Regions from separate parts of the Drosophila melanogaster genome. Here regions 1, 3 and 4 are each linked to region 2. The links are chromatin contacts, called in public Hi-C and HiChIP or PLAC-seq maps. All regions are on one chromosome and are shown on one strand. The core of a region is the stretch at or near the end of the contact, and the rest is flanking DNA. Distances in the headings are between cores, read along the strand shown. Region 1 holds the start of GstT4 (Glutathione S transferase T4). Region 2 holds the start of lncRNA:CR33963 (long non-coding RNA:CR33963). Region 3 holds the start of bif (bifocal). Region 4 holds the start of Prx2 (Peroxiredoxin 2).

Region 1 (4,121 bases), core at 515-3,014, 750 kb before region 2:
AACTAACTGGCTCACCGGAGTGCAAAGTCCAAGTGCCAGCACCAACCAATATATTGTACATATATAGAAAAAGAAAAGAAAAAACAAAAACAAAAAAGGCAGGCCTGTCTGGGAATCGAACATTGTATCGAGGAGTTGGGGGAGCTCTCCTTGGGATTAGCATAGTAGTTGATATCCCAGTATATACCTATTTATGTGGCTATCAACTTACGCGATGCCAAAGCGTTGACGTCAACGCGAGACGACATTATCCACATATCGCAATTATATATGCAGCCGTTAATGTGGCCGCTGATTGCATCCTCGCATCAATTCTGCACTTTATGGCATTTCCGCCAACCTTGACCAAGTGGAGAACGACCAAGACGAGGTGTGAAGACCCTCCTTACCTTAGCTCCATTCCTAAATTGATACCATATGCGAATCATCGAAAAGTGCTAAGCGCACGCGCAGCTTGGCAAATAGTAAAACCACATCCAACAAATGATGAAGGAAAACAAAACTCAAGCGAATGGTAATGGAAATAACAAAGTGGCTAACAAAACGCTGGATCTCATCGAAAATTTGATAAGTGTCCCAGTTTGGCGAGCAGGTGATAAAACCAGCGCAAAGATCGGTTTCTAAATTCTCGTGCGGAGTAAACACGAGCAAAGTGCACTGCGAATTTAAGGTACAGTACTGAATCTATACTATTGAATCAAGAATAATATATAGTATGTACATATATTGTATATTTTTGAAACCCATATTTGAGTTTGTAGTTTGTTTGCCCTGCGATAAAAGCGTGAATAGAAGGCAATTAGCCGGTTTTCTTTTTTTTTTTTGGATGCCCCCAAAGGCTAAGATTATCTGTAAACACGTTCAAAGTGCGACTGCTCAATAATGCTCGAACACTTCTGCAAAAAAAAAAAATATAATTATTTTGCACACACTTTCTAAGGAATCCTCACGTTCGTTTCGGGATTCCTTTTAATCTTATCTATCATTTGCTAAGAAATTATTTTTGAGAACAATCACGTTTGCATTGAACTCATATGTACATATGTATGTACAATACATATGTTCGTCTAATCTCGCCATGTTCCACAGTTCCTCAATTGTTTTCGAATGGAGTGACACTATTTCAAAAACGACGTCTGCCCGCTTTCGCCTTGGAAACTTTTCGTTTGGATTGTGGAATTTTTAACGAGCGGAAAATTTATTTGGAAACTCACTCGCCGACTCGAAAAATATCGAAAACAAAGGGCAGCATAAATGCATAGGAATGTGTTCGTCGGTCGGTCGGTTGGTCGGTTGGTCGGTTGGTCGGTTGGTTCGACCTTTGGGCCCTTATAGATGTGGCTGGTCTTATAGATGTGGCTGTGTGTGCCACCGCTCACGTACTCCCTGCCCACCACCACTCCCTTCTTAACAGCGAGTACTACTCACCTTTGAGCATCGATATGGGTATGGCCTCGAAGGGGATCTTGGAGGCCTCCAGGAGGATGTAGAGCGCCCGGCTCGATTGGTTCAGGAAATCGAAGTAGAACTTGAGTGGCTGCGACATCTCGTTGATATATACTAATATATATATATTCCAACTATATACAGTGTGCTCTCTCCAAGTGACTAGAGTGGGTGCGAAAAAAAAAGTTGTGTAGGCACTTCAATGCACTGCAGTACAATCCAAAATTCGAAATTCCAGATCGGGGGATTCAAATCGAAACTGAGATCAGATCGCTTTGGAACCGTATCGCTGGACTTTTGCTGCTAGACTGAGCTCCGCAGCGCCGTCGCTGCGACATTTTAAACGCAATGCCGCTGCGTCGACGCCGACTGCGCAGCAAACTGGTGGGTGGGGTGAGGTGGTGTGTGGTGTATGGTGTATGGTGTATGGCGTTTGGTGTACGGTGTGTGGTGTGTGTGAAGTATTAGGGGAGGGGTGAACGGGGCGCATTCATTAAATGCGCCGCAAAAACAAGCCAGCGGAGCAGCGTTGCGATCACAACAAGATGCTAACAAAAAAAAAAAAAAAAAAGAGAAAAAAACAAAGCGAACACAAAAACAAAAACAGAGACAAAAAAGACCGGCTTCTTGTGCATATGTACATTGTATATGGTGCCCCCACTGCTGCTCCTCTGCTCCGCCTCTGCTGACACTGGCGCTACCCTTTCGCTGAGATCGAGACATTGCGACTGCATGCCCCTTTGAAAAGAGGGTGTGGCCCACAGCGAAAAGAGAGCGGGATATGCAAAACTTACCTATCGTAACTCGGGTATTACCAATCGGATGGTGGTGAAAATTGGTACCAGGTTTTATTACTCATTTTCTTGGCCGTATACCAAAATTCATACTAAAACTTACATAAATGCGATAGTTACAAGCAGCTTATATTTTAACCATAAAGTCATATAGAGTCCATATAGCTTCCCTTGCCGCTATTAAACTCGATGCATTTACTCAGGGCTTAACGAACACTTGGCTTAAATCCATGTGTTAGGGCTTTCCCAATTTTCGATAGGGTATTTCAAGTGTGCCTAGCTGTTCGATTTTATCGCTGTTTGTTTTGCTTTTAGTATTTTGTTGCTGCTGCGGCTTTTCTTGTTTTTGTTTTGCTGGTTTCTTTTTGACTCGGTATTCGGCTCTTTCGCCTTTGTACTGGACTAGCTTTGATATATTCGTGCGTTATCTGGCGACGATTTCCAATCAGAAAATGCTTAGTATTAATAAGTGTTTTGAGGATCCCAGCGATCCCAAGCCCCACAGCACCCCACTAAACGAATCTACGATGTGCGGTGTTATCTTGTTTACCAAAAACGGGGCCAATAACAGAAAATACCAACAAGAACAAGAAACACAACTATACCTTCCATATCGGTCAGCGAATTGTTTTTGTTCAACTGTTGAGCTGATAAAACTGGGCCGAAGTGCCAGCCAAAGTGCCTTGTCTTCGGATGTATCTGTATCTCTAAGATGCATTCGCTGTCACAAGTGTACGCTGTCCGTACAAGGTGGCACAACAGTTGGCACAAAGATACTTGCCACGATAATGGCTCAATAGAGTGCACTACACTTCACTTTTGATCAGCTGTTCATTTCGTGCATTTTCAGAAATTTCGCTATGATTATCCTATAAAAAATAGTTAATTTCTATTGCTAATTATTTAACTTACTAACTTAAAAAGTTGGAAACATTTAATTTTTTATATTTATTTTTGAAAGACGACCTTGGCAGCTGAAAATTATGGCATCGAATTCGTCAGAGGTTCATATGAATCGCGGAGGAGAGCAAACCGCGCTGAACGGGTCACGCCTTCACATTAAAGGCTTTTCTTAGTACCTCGCCAAGGATCGATTTGCTCAATGTATTCACGTTCTGGTCCTTGGAGGCCACGTGGCCGCTGGGCAGTGGAGCCCCGCTCTTATGAGTTTTCTCTACCTGTATTGATTGAAAATATTTTACTTTCACGTCGAAATCAAAAATAGTGACTATTCAAAGAATATGCAACTGTTGTGGGTTAAAGCGCGAAAATGAATTTTTATTAAATTGGAATAGCCGAATATATCAACTTCAGGGTTGCCAATTGCTCCTTATGAAATTCGATTGGAGAATCGACAAAGGAAATCAAATAAGGTAATCAAGGATGCCATTAAATTTAACTCGCACTAGCATTCGCATGACGACGACAGTTTGATAGGGGATTCCAAGAGCAAACTTTTATCCGAACGAAGCAAAACTTAGAGCTTGTGTATAAAACGAAAAAAGTTGCAGTTCGACGTGCCAGATACATATATATATATATATATATCTGGATTAGGATGCGTAAGATGCAAGTTCTAGTTCAGACGAGCGACGGCAAGAAGACGGTTTACGATGTGGATCGCTTCGGAACGGTGGCCAACCTGAAGGCACGGATCGGGCGAGCCATGTCCGTGCCCATGGGCTTCAGTCGGCTGTCCTACAAGGGTCGCGAGCTGTCCAATCAGAGCATACTGGAGGATGTGGGCCATAAGTCCATTCTGGATCTCACCTGGAAGCCGGTCGTCCTGACGCCCAAGCAATTGCGCGAAAAGAAGATTGGCAAGTTTAGCAAGTTCGGCTATGGCAGGAAAAACGATAGTGGTGAACATATGTCTACATT
Region 2 (4,673 bases), core at 1,673-4,172:
CCTATCGATAATCGATTGCAAAGTTCATTCAACAAGCATTTGCAACTTTATCGGACGTCAACCTGGCTTGGCCCTATTTTTATTATGTTTGTTGTTTTTCTCCTTGCTCAATGTTATTTTTTCCTTTCTATGACTCTACTTGACCCTTTGGCTTTGCATTTTAGTTTACGCAAATTTGCGAAAAAAAAGCGCAGGCACAAGAACAAGAAAATCAAAACAAAAGTGAGCCCAACACTGCTCCATCTGTCTCTTACTTTGCTCCCCTCTCGTTTTTACACGAAAAACCGCAAAACTTTTCACGTAATCGCTGCAGCAGAGCTTTTGAACATAAAAAAAATATTAAAAACTTAACTCATCCGAGAGCAATCAATAAACCCAAAAAAAACAAATGAACGAAATAATATGTATAAATAAAACAACAGAAATCATTAAAAACACAAAAATCCATCCAAAGCAAACCCGGAACTTGAGTTAATCGAATTTGTTGTCGATCAACAGCTGCGCTGCCAACGTCGCTGCCAGCAACACGCACACATGCACCACACACATACATACGTATGTATATACAAACAGTAAATGATCACGAGTGGTGTTATTGCTGTTGTTGCTGCTGCTTTTAATGATGCTGCTGCGATGACGCCAATTGTAACAAATAAATACGAAGAGAAGGGACAAAAAGAGAAGGTGCACAGCGTAAGGGAGCGGATCGAGAGGGAGAAAGAGCGGGTGGGAGAGAGTGATATGCAAGGATGCCCCGCCCCCTTCTCCAATACACTTATCACAAATCCTTATCAGAGAATTATTTAGTCCACTTTATAGTCTGTCGCTTATTTTCATTTTTCACCACCATCACACACACACACTCTCTATTTGTTGCTGTTTTTTGTGAGTTGACAAACCGAAAGTATAATTATGAATCAGCTTTATAATGGGGAATAACAAACAACAAATACAAGTGTAACAAAACGGAAATATAACGAAGTGAAAAATGGAAAACAAGTTATCGAAATTAAGCAAACGATGCACATATTGCCTTTAACAATGCGACACAAATGCGGCGCAAAATGCAACTGCCGAAATGAATAAACCAAAAAAAAACATGTGGTTTAGGCATGTTTTAAGTTGACTGGAAAATATTTTAAGTTTTCTTTTCACTCAATCTATATGGAGCTTCTCTAATTTTGCTTACCAAGTGCTTGACTTTTTTTTTTAGTGAATTAGCAATTTGAGTTTTACTAAATTTCTTGGAAGCCCAAATACCAAGACAAAAATGCATATGCGCACATCTGCATGCAATATAAAAACAACATAAGAGACCTATTGAATTAGTTTTGTAAATTAGTCATGGCATATTTATTCAATTTCATTCATAACTCTGGGTAAAACCACATCTTGAAAAATAACACTTTAAACAATACCGAATTTTGAGAAAAAAAAAACACAAGAACAAGAATATAATGACCGAACAGTTAAAAACGGAGGAAAACGTAGTTTTTGAGAATTTTGGGAAACTTACCGTTACGTATTTGGATATATCGCCACGCTCGAAGTAGTGCGAATCATCCTGCTCTCTTGATTTCTGCAGAATATCAGCAGACATTTTGTTGATTGGTTTTGAACAGATTGTTAACTTGATTTAGCCGTTGTTGTTTATTTGTTGTATTTTCCACTGGACAAGACAGAAAAAATGTGCGAATTTTTTCGTTTTGTTTTTCTTTTCTATATATCTTTATTTCGTTGCTTTTTCTTTTGTGTTTGATTTGTATTTGCTTTGCACTTGAATATTGAGTTATGTATGTTGTTGTTATTCGTTCCGCGAATATTGCATTGCAACAATAAAAAAAAATCAGCTAAAAGAGTGAAGAGAGCGTTTGATTAGCGACGAATAATGGAAGTGAGAGAGCGATGCACGAGGGCAGAAGAGAGAAGGGCAAAGAGCAAGGGAACAAAAATTTCACGTGCTTGTCGTTCGTATGCGTATGCGTATGGGAGTGTGTTCGTAAGGATATTTTCCAGGCACATGTGCAAAGGAAAGAAGAACCAAAGGCTGATATTCTTCGCTTTGCTTTGTCCCTTTTTTGATATACACATGTGTGTGTTTGTTAAACAGCCGATGTCTGTTTTATTTACGTGTGTGCGTTGTTTGCTTTGCTTTTATCGTCTTCGTTCGCGTTCTCGAAAAGCGAAAAGATAAGCTTGCGCTTCGTCCCTTCCTTTCCGTCCTTCCTTTCCTCCTTCTCTCACTCTATCTCCCTATGTGTGCCTAAGTGTTGCGTGTGTGTGTGCGATCTCTAGTGGTGGTCGTATATCACTTGCGTCTGTGTGTTTGTAATTCTTATATTATTGCTGCGACAGCGAACTCAAAATCATCAAAAAAAAAAACATAACACAAAAATCAAATAAAAGGGCAGCAATTTCTGTCGTTTATGATTTTTCCCTGTTGCTTCGCATGCTCCTTGTGCGCGCGGTTCTTCTTGTTCCCAAAGTCCTTGGGATTGCACACATGCGCGCATGTAAATTAATCGAATGCTTGCTTATGCTTATTTGAACATGATTCAAGAAATTCTCGTTGCGCCTTTTATATTCATTTACTCTTACTTTACACCTTTTAAAAACAACGACAACAGTGGACCATTTCTTACTTTACTATACAGTTAACTGTTGTATATTGATGAACAACCAATTCGAATTTTTCCGGCACTTGCAAAAAAAAATAAACCACGAAAAGGATGAAAGGGAATGTAAGTTGACCACTCGATTTGGATCGCACAAACACCACAAGATACACGAGAAACAAGCACACAATTTTAATTTGGCTATCGAATCGCTTATTACTTTGAATACGGGCGCAGAGGTCCTGTCGCTCTTCGCTCGTTCGCAAAAAAACACAACAAAATAGACGCAGCACGTCCGTCAGACAACCAGCCAGATCGGAATCGAACCTTACACTCGCACAAAAATGTCGAATCGCCGTTTTTTCGATTCGGTTGCCCGGCAGTGTGACCAGCCGCGAGTCAGCCGAAAAATGCCCACGTCATATATGCTTTTTGGTGAACGGCATTTGGCCTCCCGTTAGGCGCTCTTTTGTCAGAGCGTTTGAGTCTAAGATATGTAAATGGTTATTCTGTAGTCGGTTAGTTTTTACCTAGCTAAAAGAAAAAATGCTTCAAACTTGAAATGAAAGTTTTTTCATATAATACCTTTAAATCAAGTAGCATAGTCGATAGTAAATCAAGTAACATTAATCGAGCCAACTCGCTTGCTAGTGGTGCCACCTGTGCAAACTCGACTGGTAGAGGTGCCACCTGTACCTACTCGCTTGCCAGTGGTGCCACTGGATTGCCTTTAAATTTTCGAAGTTATTGGCAGCGCTGTCCCAATTTCTACTATTTTTAAAACATTATTGAAGCGCATAATTGCACTAGTTAGGCAACTTTAAGTTGTTAAAGATATATTTCCAGTCACTTCAGCTCCACGGGTGGCAAAGTCAAACTATGTGGCAGCCATCTAAATCGCAGTATCAAAACAAGCGCCATAGTTTAAATTTCATTTGTATTTTTCCCCATGTTAGCTTTTTAGGAATGTAATGATAAAATAATGACAATGTTCTCAGGAGTTATCCTGCAATAAGTTATTTATAAATGTAAAATTATAAATAGCAAATGTTTTAAGATCTCTTGTCAAACTAAAGAGACGAATTGATAAATGTTGCGCTTCGTTTTTGCTCTTTTACTATTCAATCAGAACTTTAAATGTTCTTATCAGCAATTGCACTGCAATTGGTGTTTTCCAATCAGCGCCTTCTGCTTGCAAACGGGGTGCTGATTGGAATGGGTCAGTAGTGCAGTGGACATCCCATAAAGTTAATAAATAATAAAAAGCACATTCTCACACACAGACGGACCGCGTACGTGTCATTGGTCAACAATGACGAATAAACAAAGAAATTAAGAGGGTCTAATAAATAAATGTATTTCACAGTCGGGTTGCAAAAGACGTCAGCTGCTAAATTCGTTTTGGATCTTAAGAAAGACCACCTGAAAGTGAAAAAACATTACGAATCGATTTTTGGAGGCATTATGGAAAATACTTTAAAGAAAGATGATTAACGCTGCGCCCCCCTGTACCATCCATTACAGTATCGCAGATAACCATTCCATTAAATATAAACGTAATTTAAAATATTGACAACTTTCTCTACAAAGATTCTACGTTTTTTTTCTCATCTCTTCAGAATATTTTGCTAACTACCAGCTATGCAATCTACTAGATGATATCAATAGTAGCAGTACAAATTTAAATAAACAAACCATAAACCATAAACCATAAACCATAAACCAATGTGACAATGAAATGTTTTTATGTCACGTTCAAGTTTTCATAACTAAAATGCATTATTAATGACTGAACGCAAGATCTGAAAAACACAGGCATTTTTTTGTGATTAATTTAAATATATAAAAGCATCTTTAATTTCAACTAAATTTTAATTTCAGCTGAAACGAATACAACTTTAGATACAAAGCACTTATGGGGGAAATTAAATGTTGGGGCTCAAATAAAACGTATGCATATATATATATATATGAATATACAATTTTTATGTAAATTTAATATAGTATAATAAAAAAACTAATTACATGCTACAATTTTAAAAAAGATTATTAACCAAT
Region 3 (4,366 bases), core at 646-3,145, 980 kb after region 2:
CTGTGACTCCATTATCCCCGTCTGCAATAGGCATTATTCGCAGCATTAATGCATGTCAGCCGTGTCCGCGGTGTCTGTATCGCAGTAGTATCCCCTATATAGTGTGGCACACTATCCAGCTCTACATCTCGACCCAAAGACCAAGTCTGGCGGACTGACTGGCCCGAAGCTGGTGCCAATTGCAAGTGCCCGGTGCCCAAGCTCCTCTACGAAGCAAAGAGGCGGGCATAGCCGACCCAAAAGATTGGCCAACCATGCAAATTATATCCAATTCAAGAAACTATCTCAAGATTCTCAGTTTACTCGACCAGTTTTCGAGATGAACCAATAAGTGAGGGTATAAATATATTCTAATAGACAAAAGTACTGTTTTTTCAATATATGTATATTACATGAGAAGGGGAGTAAATACTTTAATATACATTTAACAAAAAATAAGCTACGATAAACACAAGCTGAAAATGAAATATTTGTCATTGCAGCAATTATTTTCTGCTTATGTAGAAATTTTAATAACAAAGTCTAGATAAAAAATTGAATCATTTTTATAAAATCGCAGCCTGTAGAAATCTAAGTTAATAAATAATAATAATAGTTATGACTGTAAAACTCGCAGCTGTTAGCAGAAATTCTATTTCAACAAGTGTATGGTTCTATAATATATTTATAATTTAACATTTATCTTGGAAAATAAATAAGATGAATATCTTTTGAGTAGATAAAAGGTGATTTCGAATTCGTGGTGGCGATGGCATTTAGAGTTTTATTTTTCTTAATTGGATTAACTGCTGTTTTTACAGCCCGACAGCAAAACAAAACGTAAAACAAAGGTAAGAAGCGAAGAAACCCCAATATTTTTCCAGCATAAATATGCTAAACTGCCATAATGAGCGGAAAATGCGATAAAACCGAATATAGAGAGGAAAATAACGGAAAAGAAAAGCGGGGAAACTGAAACCAAACGATTCTTTTTATTGTTTGGCTAAAATTGATTGCATGGCTAGATTATTGCTGTTGGAATTGGAATTGTTTCTGTTTTTGCAGCTTTGCCTTTTGCATGCCGCGATAAAAAGTATTATTTTTAATTTCCCGTATCAGGCGTATGCATGTGTCTGTGTGTGTGTGTGTGTATGCATCACACGACTCCGCCGGAGAGAGTGTGAGTGTGTGCAAGGGTGGCTGAAAAGGGGAGAGCGATAAAAAGGGGCTGCAAAATGCAGACGAAGCATAAAATAAACAACCGACGACGCGCTATCGATTTTTACGGCATGCTGGAAGCACCAGCACACTGATACACACAGTTTGCAGAATAGGGAAATAAACTGGAAGTTATGCTATGCCAAATTGAGTTTTTTCAACAAAAATTCCTCGCAGAGAAACGCGAAACGAACTAGTGGAAGACTAAAGAGCCGGGTTTTGTTTATTTACACAGGAACAATACAATCGCACGCAGCCAAAGACACACATACGTATACCACATACACATGCATATATCCCGACGCACTGTTCCGTTAGTTTAGTTGGGGTTTTTGTTTTTCTCGGGCTTTCGCTGAAACCTTAGCTTGAAATCCTTACTTTTAAGATGCTGACTATTTTTTATAATCGGTGGTTGGTTTTGCTTCCAATTTTCCGATCCCGAGTTCCGTTTATCATCCGCTCCGCTGCGCCTGTTTACCCCGCTTTTACACTTTTCCGTTTCGCTGTAGCTCAACGAACTCGTCGCTCTCCTTGCTCCGCGCACTTGTCAAGCTTTCCCGACTGCAACTGCACTCGAACTCGGGGCGTGGGTGCACTCGCTGCGCCTTAAAAGTGCATCTTTCGCAGCCGAATCAGCGGAAAAATCTGCATTAAGTTAAGCCGCGTTTCCAATACACAAATACTGCTTATCGATTGTTGGCGCTATCGAGCGGAGCATCGATAGGCATCAGCGGAGTTGCCAGGTAGGACGATTATATTAATGAGTTGGAAAACTATTCGTACTTGATAATCTTCTACAAATTGAATCGTCGATCGTCGGTGCCGTCGACAATCTGGTATTGATATTTGCTGGTGCGGCTTTTTTTCACGAATTTTATTTTGCAGGAAACATAACAGCAAATATTATTTAAAACATTGTAATTTTATAAGGTAAATTATTCAGGCCTAAATACAGAAAAATAAATTAATTTAATAAAACATTTAAATCTAAAAAATTAATAAAGAATATGTTTAAAATCACATCGCAAAATGTAATATTTTTGTATTTTAGTCAGCACTTACCGTTATTATTGGCAGTAGTAACTGTGTGGCAGCACCGCACCGTGGCAAGTCGATAGTTTTTTGTATATTGTTGGTCTGTATAAACAAATAATATTAAAGTCATAATAAAAGAAGTGCTGGTAAAGACTTAATAACTCTATGTTCCTTAAAAATTTTTAAATATATCTCACAATGAGCATTAACTGGATAAAGATCACGGAAAGGTATGTAATATCAATGTTCTTATAGAGATTAATTTCTTGCATTTATATCTTAGAGCCCGTGAGGGCATCAAAATCATCAATGCCTTGCCCTACGAGACCTTTACGACGGTTCTGTTCTACACCCACCGGCAGATGAGTCCCAGCGTAGCATCGGCGAGTGCCACCAGTAGTACAGTGGGCACCAGTGTGACGACCACCGGCCGGGTGGACAGCAGCACCGAGGAGAACCCCACAAGTAACACCGAACCGGAGTACACACTCGAGGAACTGGAGCGATTGGTGGGCGTACCGCGTCAGGACTTCCTGCTGCTGATCAAGACCTTCTCCTACATCCTGCGTCGCATCTCCACGTTTATCATCAAGCCAAGTTTGCTGCAGCGTGAGCTGCGCGAGAAACTCCAGCTGGAGGATGAGGCCAAGATCGATGCCATATTGCGTTTGTGGGTGCGCGAAACGACGCCCATTATGAACAATTTGGCCAGCAAGCGGTACGAATCAAATGTCATCGAAGATGTGGCCTGGAAGCTCAACATGGAGATCTCCTCGCATTGCCAGCAGCGGGAGAAGACCCCGCTGGCCGTGCTCCAAATGAAAACGGCCGTCGGCGAGGATATCAACATCGAAATGACACAACCGGAACTAATGGAACTGTACAATCAGTTCGAGAGCATCCAGGGCGAACTGGACGCCATGCTGGCCATGAAGACTACAGGAGCAACGGCGCCTGGCAATCAGTAGTGGGACGCCATCGACCAATTCCAGTGCCAATTTTATTGTTGATTCACACAAAACTCTGTGCAAAAAGATGGACCTAAAAGTATGCAATACTAACACGATCGTAGCCAAATGTTAAACACGTTTTTTTTTGTTTAATTCAGTAGGGTTTTTCCTATGTTCTGGCTAATTTTCCGAACGTAGCCAAATTTTTACTAGAGTAAGAGTTCGGCTTTGATTTATAAAACGTTGCAATGATTAGGATCTTCCAAACAGGACTAGTTTTTAAGTTTTAGAACTTACCCTCTGCAAAATAATAAATCCTTTAATAAATTTAGATAAAACAATGTGTGGCACATTTTACAGTACACTTTAATGGATCTCTGCATGCGTTTTACTCGTCTGCTCCACCTCGGATCATAATTCTACTGATAAACATTACAAATTATTACAATGATATATATTTAATATATGTCTATATTGTATATGCATATGTTATTCATCGGCCTTAGTATGCGTGTGTGTGTGTATAATGGAGTCGTATATTATGTATGCATTATACAGACTTTCTAGTTTCATCTTCTCAAACTTTTGCATAATTATGCATATGTATTTATTGTTATTACGGGAGGGCGGGGATTTTGGGTTGCTTCGTATTCAAATTAGGGGCTTCGTTGTATTTTTCACTAATCTAGAAGCAAAACGATTTCTATTGCACTCTTTCACAGTTCGGTTAATCATTTCAACTAAGTTTGGACAAAATACAAATGTATGCAAATTATTTGGACTACAATTTTCATTAAAATGTATTGCTATTGTTACATTTAGTTGTCGTGTGTGTAGGTGTTGTTATCATTTTTCCTTTTTTGCTTTGGCACCGGCTCCATTAACTAGCCCTTAACTTGGTTGTTAGTTAGTCTTCAGTTTGCGTGGGATTCTGTTTAATTATATTGGTTTTTCGTGTAAATGATTATCGCCTTTCGAAATGCGTTGGTCATTTGTTCCTGTTGTTCTATTTGTGCTGTCTGTTTTTGAGTTGTGTTTCCATATGCACTTCATTTCAATTTTGTATAAATAAACCAATAAATAAGTTCTTTCGGGTTAGAAAATTTAAATGATCATTTACGCAAGCACTTAGAATCGAGCTAGGATAAATAAAATTACACAGTGTTAAACTATTTAATATATAC
Region 4 (4,705 bases), core at 2,037-4,536, 670 kb before region 2:
ACCTGATGCATTTTTTTTAAAGCCCTTTCTTTTTGGAAATTGGAAATTTTCTTTGTGCGCGTTACCAAGAAGTGCGAACAGTAAGGTCCCATTGTAAGGGACCAATTATGTATGGCTAGGCCACCATTGTGTGTGAACTGGAGTAATCGTATCCGTTGGCAACGGGCGCAATTAGCAGACTGATAATGATAATGGCGCGAGCCCAATGTGGTCGCTATGAGCCATCCAAGTCGGTTATGCCCGGCCGATTCAGTAAACAAAATGGCAAACAAAAAAAAACTAACGACGTAACGTGCGCAGCAGCGATCAGATCGCACCACTTGACTTTGAGAAAGGGTTCTGTTTCCAGTAGGTTCCACGGGCAGTAAATAAACTGCCTCGCAGCTGCTGGGCCACATGTACATATGTAGATAGCCAGATAAAATGTACAAATGTATGTATGTATATAACCCGGAGGAACTGGTTCTGGTGAAAGAGATTCGATCCGATACGCCGAAGACACCTCGTTGGATGCGACGCGAACTACACGTAATAGTTGAAACGCTGCGATCACAAAAGGGGGTTCAAATCAGGCAGATCGTATATATTTATATACATATATATCTGGGTATACCGGTAGAGTCAAGACCCGTTTAATATGCGAGACATCCACGTCGACTAGAGGACTCTCGCTTGCGCTTAACATTGAAATGGATGGGTGGTGATGGTGGCAAAACGGGAATTGTGCACTCGGTTACTGTGTCACCAATCCAACAGCTGTTGTCTGCACTGCAATAAAATGCCACATCAAAGTAACAAAGTTACAGAATATGTGGAACAACTAATAGGTAACTACAAGTACATGTTAACAGATTATTAACCGGGTTTAATTAGACATCACATGTAGATTTGTATACTGTGCACAAGTCACTCGTCATTTCTTTCAGCGAAGCATTCCTGGCATTCTGATTCAGTCTATTTGCAATTTCGCAATTGCCAGTCGCAGACGGTGATAAGTCGCCCGCTGCTATTTCTTTCCATTTTTTTTTCTTTTGTGGAAATGTTTCCCCGGATGATAAGACCAGAGGTTTGAGGCGAAAGTCCGCCCGCCACCCCCTGATAAAGACCCACGTGCTCCGTACAATCGTTTATTGTGGTGAATTACAAAAAAAAAAAAGCACACAAAATATACGTAAAAAATAATCACTTTCCGCTTAGCGTCTGCAGGTGTTTATCATCTTATTTTTGGGTGGCGCTGTTGCAGGGAAAGATGCCTCACAGTTTCTTCTTCTTCTACGCTCTAGGGTTAATGTGTAGGATATATAATGTAGTATATGTATTGGTTTTAGTTGAACGGGGGGTTTGCGATTCGAATCCACTCCCACTCGCCAGGAGCGGCCCCGTTCAGCGAACAGATAGCCTCTTTAGGAGGTGGTCTCGAAGTACTCCTTGGACTTGGTGGGATCGGCCACCATGGTCTTCTGGCCGGGCTTCCAGTTGGCGGGGCAGACCTCGCCGTACTTGTCGGTGTACTGGAAGGCCTGGACGAGACGCAGGGTCTCCTCCACACTGCGACCTACGGGCAGATCGTTGACGGTGATCTGGCGCAAGTTCTGCTTGTCATCGATGATGAACAGGCCGCGGAAGGGGATGCCAGTCTCCTCATCGAGCACTCCATAGTCGCGGGCCACCTTCATCGACTTGTCAGCCAGCAGTGGAATGTCCATGCTGCCCAGACCACCCTGCTTCCTTGGCGTGTTGATCCAGGCCAAGTGGGTGAACTGGCTGTCCGTGGAGCAACCGATCACCTCGCAATTGATCTTGCGGAACTCGGCGGCGCTCTCCGAGAACGCAATGATCTCGGTGGGGCACACGAAGGTGAAGTCCAGCGGGTAGAAGAAAAGCACCAGGTATTTGCCCTTGTAGTCGCTCAACTTGATGTCCTTGAAAACACCGTTGACGACGGCGGTGCCGGCGAATGCGGGAGCGGGCTTCTGTAGCTGGGGCATCTGTTCAATGAATGGATGGCGAATTAGAGACATGTTTCTTCAAACTAGCGAATAATTAACAACAAAGTGCTCTGAACTTAGTCGCCTTCTTTTGAGAACTTCAATTGTAAATCCCTCATATGGTCCCCTTGAAATCTCGCTGTGACTGATACTTCCTCTTTCGACCGATACGCATCTTATCTTATCTATCAAGATTTTTTGGGCCCCACAAAAAACAAAAATTTCATCACTCTAACCTCGGATTATTACAAGATAACCGTTGTTTAAAAAAATTGCATTTATAGAGGCTAGTGAAATCATGGAAATTAATATGAATAGATACTGTTAAAGTATTATGATGGGAAATCAATATTATGCTAGGCCCTTAGAATGAAAATTGGAAATATTTACGAAATTCTTGAAATTTCTCATATGCAATATACCTATTTTGTAGTAAACTTACTATTTTATAACCTTTAATCTTGCCTATGTAACTTCCAATTGGTTTTCAATTGTAAAGTAGTTAACTTGATGCTAATTCCATACTAAAAGTCTCTATAAATCGGAGTTCTAATGGCGGCAATTACTAACGATTAAGGGCAATTACCCTTGACTTCCAGATATTTCGCCACAAACTGGAAAGATCAAAGAGGAGAGTAGAAAAGCTGAACTCTACAAAATGGCCGCCGAGCGAAGCGAAATGGAAGAAACCCGGAATAATAAATTAGCCAAATTTTTCGACTGCTCCCATTTATGCGATTGAATTTATTGAACTGTCGGCACGTTCGCGTATTTCATGTAATGGATGCGAATTAATTACAAATCACAAACTTATTTCTGAATTGGCAAATATTTTCCTCTAGTTTTGATTTCATTTTTGTGCCCTTTTTTTCGCCGGCTCTTCGCGTGTACGTGTGTGTGTAAGTGTGTGCGACGGACGTGCCAATAAAGTGGAAAAAAAAGAACGAAATGTGAAGAAAAAAACTATGCTCTCGGTGCAAAAAGTTGTGAAATAATCTCGAATCTGCCGACCGAACATGAACATCATTATCTTTTGCTCATCGAAAAAGAACAACAACAGCAACAACAGCGATGCTAATTTCTAATCTTACGCTCCGCAATTTCTCGCCGACTTTGCCCAGAATGAGCGACCTGTTCATCGCCCAAGGAACACTCACTTTAAACAGTTATATTTTTTCTCTTAGTAATTCTCGGTAATTGCTTGACTTCCGCGTGGGCTTCCTCTTGTTCGTTCTCTCGCAGCTTCAGCTTTCGCACAAACAAACCTTTCGGCACGAGTTGAAATTCGCGAATGGATTGAAATTAAGCGAATGCTGGTCGACCAGGGCTGCCGCAACACGGATACCGCTTGCGATAGGCAGCGCCGATTAACGCTGCTCATCGATATTTTTTAGCAAGTGCTTAAAGCGCCATCTATCAACTATTGGCGTGCTTTTCAAAAGTGGATTCTACATTTTAAATGGTAAGTTTTAATATTCAAGTTTTAAGATAGTAGCGCTTAATAACTTTTGATAGACTTGGAAACAAGTACTACTACTAATAATAAATAATGTGTAATAATATGTACTGAGCAGTACTTTTAGTATAATTCGGGCACACCAGCTTAACGGTCACACTGGTCGTCATTTTGCCGCCAAAATGAAAAAACCGCGCTTTTTTTTAATTCTTCCATTATAAATAATGTAGTTAAAGAACTGATTCCTGTTTATAATAACCATTTCTATTCCACTTTGGCGCAAATAATATTTTCTATGTATTATGCTATTCTGTGGTCCACAAATCTCCACAAATAAATTGAAACAAGTACTTTCGTTTTTTCGTTTTGTTTTAACTGAATTTAATAGTGCACAATTAGTAGTATTTAGTAGGTAGTCGCATAACCATTATATTAAAAACTTAGTCTAAGCTCTTGTTGCGTGTTGGGTGTGTTCATTTCTTAGTTACTTTTCGTATCGTTACGATCGACAGTTGCAACTGCCTTGTGGGTATTATCTCCAGCCATTCGGGTATCTCTAGGATTCGCCAAACGTGAATTTTTTTGTTTTTTTTTTTGTTTTGGATAAATAAATTACACTACAGCAGCAGCAGCAGCACATATAGGCCAGGCTATATATCTTCTATATATGTATATGTACGCGTATATCGTATATATTAAAAAATATGTGTATGCATATTGTGATTTCAGTCTTTGATTTTAAACTTAAGGGGTTAAATGTACGCAAACTGTTAGAAAAAAACAAAAAAAAAATGTATAACTAAGCCTAGGAATTGGGGATTAATCGATTCGGAAATTGGAAATGTCTTTGTCTCCGGGGCCCAGCCCCAAACCTCCGTGTGGAAATGTATGGATTTCCCATTAGGGTTTGCTCTCTTCACCCGTCTGCTCCGCTTGATCTCCTCCAGAACCAGAAACGGGTGACTGAATGGCCTCCGCCTGCGCTTGCGCATGCGCCTCCGCCTCCATGGATGCCTGCAGCTCCACAAAGATATCAATGAGATTGTTGATACCGATGAGATAGCCATCTTCGTGGTTGCCCACCTTCCAGGCGGAGTAGTGATCGATCCGCAGCTGCGGCGGCAGCTCCACCGTCTTGGCGAAATCAATTAGCCATATGCTGGCGTGGGTCTGATCGTGGACGAAGAGCAGGGAGCTGCCGATAACCTCGTGGGTCTGGAAGAATTCCGAGACCGCAAGGGTGGCCCTTATGGCTCGCAAA

The links. A called contact is a pair of places that touch in the nucleus more often than the background predicts. HiChIP or PLAC-seq counts read pairs in DNA pulled down with a chosen protein or histone mark.
Region 1: a contact with region 2 is called in a Hi-C map of the Kc167 cell line, with 2.7 times the contacts expected there. The contact joins the promoter of GstT4 here to the promoter of lncRNA:CR33963 in region 2. A contact is called at or near these places in 1 of 1 datasets of contacts at CTCF or cohesin (the Kc167 cell line), 10 of 107 Hi-C or Micro-C datasets (the Kc167 cell line, the S2 cell line, embryo and 2 more) and 1 of 6 datasets of contacts at active chromatin or transcription factors (the Kc167 cell line).
Region 3: a Psq HiChIP or PLAC-seq map of the Kc167 cell line shows a contact between it and region 2, with 7 times the contacts expected there. The contact joins the promoter of bif here to the promoter of lncRNA:CR33963 in region 2. A contact is called at or near these places in 4 of 107 Hi-C or Micro-C datasets (the D17-c3 cell line, the Kc167 cell line, eye imaginal disc and 1 more) and 2 of 6 datasets of contacts at active chromatin or transcription factors (both in the Kc167 cell line).
Region 4: a contact with region 2 is called in a Hi-C map of the Kc167 cell line, with 2.5 times the contacts expected there. The contact joins the promoter of Prx2 here to the promoter of lncRNA:CR33963 in region 2. A contact is called at or near these places in 3 of 107 Hi-C or Micro-C datasets (the Kc167 cell line, the ML-DmBG3-c2 cell line and the OSC cell line) and 2 of 6 datasets of contacts at active chromatin or transcription factors (both in the Kc167 cell line).

What each region holds. Positions count from the first base shown.
Region 1 is chrX:13,402,392-13,406,512 of dm6, reverse strand. GstT4 (Glutathione S transferase T4) reads right to left here and starts at 1,764. Exons shown (of 4, transcript NM_132658.2): 1 at 1,429-1,764. The coding sequence starts at 1,546. CG12725 reads left to right here and starts at 3,650. Exons shown (of 1, transcript NM_132657.2): 1 at 3,650-4,121. The coding sequence starts at 3,799.
Region 2 is chrX:12,657,711-12,662,383 of dm6, reverse strand. It overlaps lncRNA:CR33963 (long non-coding RNA:CR33963), which reads right to left and starts at 2,922. Exons shown (of 1, transcript NR_002692.1): 1 at 1,752-2,922. Tis11 (Tis11 zinc finger protein) reads right to left here and starts at 2,969. Exons shown (of 4, transcript NM_001272561.2): 1 at 2,836-2,969; 2 at 1,517-1,850. The coding sequence starts at 1,600. It overlaps CkIalpha (Casein kinase Ialpha), which reads right to left. Exons shown (of 4, transcript NM_078585.6): 4 at 4,550-4,673.
Region 3 is chrX:11,676,499-11,680,864 of dm6, reverse strand. bif (bifocal) reads right to left here and starts at 1,895. Exons shown (of 6, transcript NM_167295.3): 1 at 1,576-1,895; 2 at 1-21. The coding sequence starts at 12. It overlaps Vlet (Valette), which reads left to right and starts at 2,276. Exons shown (of 1, transcript NM_167294.2): 1 at 2,276-3,521. The coding sequence starts at 2,595. The coding sequence ends at 3,200. Ptp10D (Protein tyrosine phosphatase 10D) reads right to left here. Exons shown (of 13, transcript NM_206691.3): 13 at 3,527-4,366.
Region 4 is chrX:13,328,405-13,333,109 of dm6, reverse strand. Prx2 (Peroxiredoxin 2) reads right to left here and starts at 3,286. Exons shown (of 2, transcript NM_167359.2): 1 at 3,146-3,286; 2 at 1,116-1,988. The coding sequence starts at 1,988. The coding sequence ends at 1,404. It overlaps IP3K2 (Inositol 1,4,5-triphosphate kinase 2), which reads right to left. Exons shown (of 6, transcript NM_001298272.1): 6 at 3,807-4,705. The coding sequence ends at 4,345. lncRNA:CR32636 (long non-coding RNA:CR32636) reads right to left here and starts at 736. Exons shown (of 1, transcript NR_133522.1): 1 at 1-736.